Linked DNA regions of Sus scrofa: region 1 is linked to region 2. Evidence: chromatin contacts called from public HiChIP or PLAC-seq data. All regions are on one chromosome and are shown on one strand. The core of a region is the stretch at or near the end of the contact, and the rest is flanking DNA. Distances in the headings are between cores, read along the strand shown.

What was found. HiChIP or PLAC-seq counts read pairs in DNA pulled down with a chosen protein or histone mark.
Region 1: an H3K27ac HiChIP or PLAC-seq map of alveolar macrophages shows a contact between it and region 2. The contact joins the enhancer-like site here to the promoter of CAMK2D in region 2. A contact is called at or near these places in 2 of 5 promoter capture datasets (fetal liver and liver), 3 of 47 Hi-C or Micro-C datasets (brain, heart right ventricle and skeletal muscle) and 2 of 2 datasets of contacts at active chromatin or transcription factors (alveolar macrophages and skeletal muscle).

Annotation. Positions count from the first base shown.
Region 1 is chr8:108,988,109-108,991,791 of Sscrofa11.1, reverse strand. All of the region lies in intron 2 of CAMK2D (calcium/calmodulin dependent protein kinase II delta), which reads right to left. Among named protein-coding and RNA genes, the nearest start is that of CAMK2D, 74 kb to the right of the region's middle. Within about 2 kb of position 1,976, at least 4 of the 83 cell types and tissues checked have an H3K27ac peak or open chromatin away from gene starts, as enhancers often do. A contact at or near this core is called in alveolar macrophages, where this site is marked.
Region 2 is chr8:108,914,511-108,917,749 of Sscrofa11.1, reverse strand. CAMK2D (calcium/calmodulin dependent protein kinase II delta) reads right to left here and starts at 1,731. Exons shown (of 20, transcript NM_214381.1): 1 at 1,330-1,731. The coding sequence starts at 1,394.

The DNA of each region.
Region 1 (3,683 bases), core at 727-3,226, 74 kb before region 2:
GTGGTTACAAACCATCTTCTTAAGGACAAGCCAGGGCATCAATCAAATCCAATTTAAATGGTTTCACCAACTAGGATGAAAAAATAGCCTAAAAAGCTGTCAGTCCCTTTACAGGCGTGCCAGTGACTGAAATGGACCAATGGACATTCAGAATTAACAATAACATCGACAAAGGGTAATAAAACTGTCTGCTACAAATAAGCACTGAGTTTGTCTTGTGGTTAAACAAGGAGATCTTCAGTTTCTAAAGGTTTTTATCTGGCATATATTTTATAAGAAATAAGAAACTTAAGCATTCCTTAGACACCTGCCCACCAGCTGAAAATGGGTAGCTTCTGACTGTTCTTGTCCATAATATATAAAAGCAGCCAAATACAAATGAGATATTTTTATTTTCCTTTTACTCTTAACATGTAATATTAAATCATCAGGCACTCTGCTTGTTTCCTATGTCCCTTCTTGGTTCAATCATCACAGAGAATCTCACAGAAACGTAATTTTCAGACAATTCTTTTTTACAAAATAATATACAAATTAAAACTTCTAAAGACCTATGACAGAATAATATGCACATTTATAAACTGAAACACATACACACACAAAAAAAATTTCAATTAAATAGACATTCACACCTTATCAAATAAAATAATCACTAGGTAGATTAGGCTCGGCAAAGGAAAAGAAACTGCCTTAATTACTGAATGATGATTGATCAGTTGCTAACAAGCCTTCCAGAAGATTCAGCACTCTGTTAGCCATCAAAGCTGTATTTATTGCATACAGGTCCAAAAACTCTTGCCATGCAAAAGCAGCATGAGCCAAACTAAGTGGATTTCTCCTTTACATTATGTATCTGCCAATCTGTGCCCTTCATGAGGAGGTCAGTTTGTTCCCAGAATTTCATCCCCAAAACAATCTTATTCAAAAGAGCTTAGATGCCCTGTAGGAAGGAAGGCGGCCCTCTCCTTTCTAATGATGCCCAGTCTTTAAATATGTGAAAATAAAACATCCTTCCATCATTTTCCAGTTAAATGATATGGTTTCTGTTACATGTACTTGACATTAAAAATAGCATAGTAAACCATCCATTTACACAATTAGTGTCTCCATGTAGATTTTCTAAAATTCATGTCTCTAGAGGGACCTCTATGCTGATTTCTAAACATCTCCAGCTGCTAGGGGTCCATCTTCACAGGGCTGTCTGTCCTACAAGATGCTTGGGAAGCATCCTTCACAGACCAGAACTCACCCTCCTTGGTACCTGCTGCCCAAACTTGCTCCGTCCCCTTTTGTTCCTTGCTTTCCTTCATCCATGTATTCAGTCAGACAACTGTCAACTTTCTGACCTTGAAATGTCAAATCCATCCCCAGTCCATCTAATCTTTGCCTTCCAACTTCCTCTGCCTGAAGACATACCATCATCACTTCTTGTGTGGACTGATTGATAACCCTGTTTTTCAGTGCCTTTTTGATCCCATAACAAAAGTGACCATGGAAGAAAAAAGAGCAAAAACAGGTTAACATACAAAGAGAGGGATGAATACTTTTGGAAAAATAGTTAAAAAGATAAATAAAAACAAAAGAGAACAGGAAGAGAGGGGAGAAGATGGCAGACGATTTCTCAATCCCGACAACCTCTCCTGTCCTCCTTCAGCCCGACCCTGAACTAGAACAAAGCTGTTTGATGCTGAATTTCCTACATTCTGAGTTCTTTTCTTAAAACGCACAAGTATACAAACATATGTTAATGAGAGGACTTTAAATACATCCACATAAGTTTACATGTATATATAACTGGGCCTGTTCTCATTTCAATTTTTACCAAGTACCAGTTGCCCCTTCAACGAGGTGGCTTTGAATCCACTTATATGTGGATTTTCTTCAACAGGAAAGTCTAAAGTATCACACAATGCACAGTGGGTTGGGTCCATGAATGCAGAAGCATGGACAGCAGGAAGTGCAAATACTGAGAGCCAACCGCAAGTCGTACTGGGATTTTTCCATTCCATTTCCTGTGTACACAGGGTTACCGCCCTAACCCCTACGTTGTTCAAAGGTCAAATGTATTTCAAAACATAAATGTAAACAGTTTTGAAAAACAAGCTGAACCATCAATATTAGATACTCTTCCATGGTGGTGTGATGAATGCAGAGGTACCCCTCTTCAGAACGTAGGCCCTCATTCCTTAGCAGCTGGAATTGCTGCAGGTGGCTAGCTATCAGCTGAATCCTTCTCCAGGAACTGTGAGCTTCATCTATTGATGCAGCTCTATGCACAGGCATAAAGACTCAACCTTCTTGGCTACAGTTGGGACAGTTTTAAAGGGCCAACCCCACTGTAGAGCCTATGCAAGACACACTGAGGCCTTCCTTGGGATGTAATGCAATTCCAATTTTTAGCTCTGCCCACTCCTCCATATTTACTCCCTCAGAGATGTTGATTCAACATGACTAGATAAACTCCCCAATAACTTTCCTTCATGCAAATCTCCACCTCTGAGTCCGTTTCATGGGGAACCTAACCTAAGATTCAGGGCCTCTGGTTCCTACACAAACCAATCACTCCCAGTATTCTCATTTCAATCTACTCCCTCTTGAGCCCATTTTACTCTAGACACACTACTGGCCTTTCTTTACCTCCATCTGTCTTTCTTACTCTTGTCTCAGTGGATTTTTTCTTTTTTTCCTCTGGCTTAAATATTCTTCCCTTGGCTTTTTCTATGAGTAGCTCCATGTCATCATTCAGGCTCAAAGTTTCTACATACTTCTTACTACTCCTTCTCAAGCAGCTTGACTATCATCCTCAAAGTTTCTACATACGTCTTACTACTCCTTCTCAAGCAGCTTGACTATCATCCTGATATTCTGACTCACAAGGCCTTCTTTATTTCCTTCATAGCACTTAACACGATCTGAAATTATGTTTATTACTTGCTTAAAAGAAATTTGTTCCCATCACCATTTTTCCACTCTCATTAAAATGTTAACTCCTTGAAGGCAAGGACTTGTATGTTCACTACCGTTTTCTCCAAAATCTAGAAAAGTGCCAAGCACATAATGGGTGCTCAATAAACATTTGTTGAAAGAATGGCAAAGCTACTAAGTAAGTATTAGCCTCCACTTAAGTTTGAATCCCATCAATGCTGAGGTGGAGGAAGGGTTGACACAGGAGGACATCCACATAAAGATGACAAAAATAAAGCCAGATCAATAATAAGATAAACGTAGTTAAACCAAAGAAAAAACACAGCCTTGCAAGGTTCAAAATGTGGGGACCAAAGAAAGCAACAGAATATCCTGGTACAATTTAGCATGGTCTCACCTCCAAGGCAACCCCACTCTAATTCCTGAATTCATACTGGTGATTGTGTTGATAAAATGCTGAGAGGAGAACAAAAGTTCTATAACCCCTGCCACCCTGGCCAATAGAGCATCTCATCTAAATTCCTCTAGCATCCAACAAAGAATCTATACTGGAAGATTCCAAGATGATGAGGAGGTGATGTGTGAAATAAAAAAGTCTCCAGCTGTGGGAATGAAGGTACTTCTGGGCAGATCTGTACCCAGGCTAATATTGGTCATTACATAACCCTCCAAAGAATTATTACCTTGGAGAAACTAAGGCAACAAAATAATCATAAATGTTATTATATTATGTTTATTTAATAAAGTTAATTTTTTTC
Region 2 (3,239 bases), core at 482-2,981:
GCAATTATGACGGCTCTTGTTTGCACATGAAATTTGAAAACATTTTATAATACACACACACACCAAATGCTTTGAGAAAAACCTGCAAAGAGCAGAGCTGAAGAGGAGCAGCAAAAATCTGCTGCATATTTATTTTGGTAGGGGAAAAAAAATTAACCTGGCTCCAAGTAAGTAAATATGGCGATTGTTTTCATTAAAATATAATTCTTAGGAACATTTGTGTGCGGTTTAACAAATCCTGCTATGGTGATTTCTCTGTGCCCTGTTTTGGGTTGGGGGAGGGGAGAGATTTGAATTAAGCTGCTCTTCCGACATATTCTCCATGTTTTAACAGCAGACAACATAAATACATAAGGGTATGATCCTCATTACATTTAAAAGATAGTTAACGTCCTTTAATTCAACTGTATAAAACAACAACACACACATAAATGCTTTCTAAAGTAATGTTGGAAACTAGCGGTAAAGAAATTGGGTTTGATGCTACACAAATTAACGTTCACGGCTCAGCCCTTAGGTTCCTTTTGCACAGGTTCTCTCTCAGTAGGTCTTCTCGCCCCTTCCTTAACATCACCAAGTAGTTCTGCCAGTCAGGTGTTAGGAGGTCGCTTTATACAACGCTAGGCTACCCCTGGGAAGCTCTCTCCCGGTCTCCAGAAGGCTTTTCCGCTGCCTGTATAAATAAATCCTCCCAGAGAATGCGAAGAGGTACACGTACATCCTAGGAAGGATGATGAAGAACGAGTAATCTAGTAAAGAATAATAGTGGATATGGGACGGGGGTCGGGTTCCTTTGGGTAGCCCTTTTCCTGGACAGAACAACTACTGGATGCGAAACAGACTCTAAGCCAAGTTGAACTTTCGGCATCAATAAATATGGCACCGTCTGTGGTAGTGAGTTCTCATCCGTACGTGGGTCTTGCGGCCAACACGCCGGCGAACGAGGAGGCATCTCTATTTACAGAAAACATGATCTATGTTGCATTTTACATGGGTTCTTGTTTCCTCCATACACACACACACATCTCAGGATGACAGCTACAACTGCAGGGTCGTAAATCCACTAAGTCAAGAGGGTGGGGGAGTGGGGAAAGGTGGGCTAAAGATGATCGGAATGGGCCATAGCCGGGATAGAGGGTCTTTCCCCTTCTTTGCCCCCTCCCCTTACTAGGTCAACACCTTCCTCCAAGCTGACACACCAGGGGCCCTGCCCCCTCTCCTCTAGTCTCCCAAACTCCCTCGCCCCACGCGGGAGCCGGTGGGTAGGGGGTAACACGACCCGCCCTCTGCTGGAAAGGGGACTTGCGGGTGCCGGGTAAAGGCGCTTACTTTCCAAGCTCCTCGAAAAGCTGATACTCGTCCGTGAACCTGGTGCAGGTTGTAGTTGAAGCCATCCTCGGTCCGGGCTGTCCCCCTGGCTGGGAGTGCGGCGGACAAGACGCGAGCAGACGCGCGGCTTCCCCGGGACTAGCCCAGCAGCGCTGTCACCCAGGGCCGCCCTCACTTTCCCGTCCGAAAGTAGCTCGCCGGCGAGGGAGTGTGCGTAGGGGCGGGGCGGGAGGGGAGAGGACCAGAAAGGGTGGCGTGGGGTCTCCTCCCTACAGTCCGCCGATCTTCCTCCTCCCGGCCTCGCTTCCTTCTTCTCTGGACGCTCCGCCGCTCCCTTGCAAGCCCCTCTCCCCAAATGCAGGGGCCAAAGTACTCAAGAAGAGGGGCCGGGAAATAGAAAACAGCCGGGCATGGGGCGAGAGGCGAGCAGTTGCGAAACGATCCGCACCGGGGCAGGAGGGGTAGGGGCGGAGGGGAGGGAGCCCGAGGGGGCGGAGGCCGCGGAGCCTAGAGCGGACAGCTCGAGCCCAGCTGCAGCTGTCAGCAGGCTCGGGCGCGGGACGCGCCGGGGCCGGCCTCCTTCCCGCGGGCACCTCGGCAGCCTCGCGCTCCCCACGAGCCCGCACCGCACCGAGACTGCGCGGCGAAAGAAAGAGCGCTCGGCTCAGGCGAAGCTTCGCCTGCCCTCCCCAGGCCTCCGCCTCCTCTCCAGCGCCTCCTCCTGCCGCTCCCTCCGCCTGCCTGTACCCCTCCCTCGCGAAGCCCCCTCTTGGCTGGTCCCACACCTCCTTCTAGCGACTCTAACCCTGTCCCTTCTCTTTTCCTCTGTCTCTGGGTCTCACACACGCGCGCGCGCGCACCCGTCTAGGTAGAGACCAGGTGGGTGGAGGAGGATGTTCAGGGGAGAAGCCTGGAGAGGGTTTAGGTGAATGAGTCGAGACGTCAAAATCACATAATTAAACCCGCAGTTAGGTTCCTGCCTAAACGTGGGGCTGATTTCGCTGCAAGATGCGAGTTAATTCAAGGATTGCCGAGGGCTACCGCCGGGGGTCTCTCAGAAACACCCCTCCCCCAGCCCGACTGTGGGCGCGGGGCACCAAGGACTGCTCCGAACCGCAGTGCCCTAGGTGGAAGCGGAGGGGTGCAGGCATTTCATCTCTACGCGGCTTCTTGTTGACAGAGCGGGGGCCGGATGTGGGCAATCGACTGCTTCCAGAGAAGCCCCCCCCCCAATGGCTGTCGCTCCCACACCTCCCAATGACTGTCTGGCCCACCCCAGCACGAGCCACGCCGCCCGCTACCAGGCGCCCAGAGCGGGGTCCCTCCCTCCCCTACAGCCTCTTCAGCGAGGGGCGACGCCCGCCGCGCCACGTTTCACTTCTGATATGACTGCCACCTCACTCTCCACCGCCCCCGCCGTTTTCTATGCTGGGTTGCTCAGACTCTGGCAATTCCCGAAGGCCTTCGCCTCGGCCATAAACGTTAACAGAATGAAAGGAAAAACTCCGCCACTCGGCCACACCTTCCCTTCTGAGTAACTCCCCGGTAACCTCAGTAAGTTCTGATAGTAAGGCTGTTTCTCGCGAGATTTTCTGCTCTGGTGGTGGGGGCAGGGTGGTGGGAAGGTTGGGTGTCGGTCACGCGACCTGGTAGGGACTGATGTCACTTGCATCACGTGAGCGGGTCGAGTCCCTTTCGCTTTGGAAAAGGAAAAGGAGCGGTCGCGTGTGCTTTGCTTGCAAGCTCAGAGATCTGGTCGGATAGTGTCACTTGAATGTACTACGTAAATGGCTGTCTGGAAAACCACTTGACAGTTTAGCCCTACGTTCTGTTCATTAGCATATATATTTGTTTACAGTAAATACGAGAAAAAATTTTCCCTTACATTTAAAATAGATGAATTGCTGATT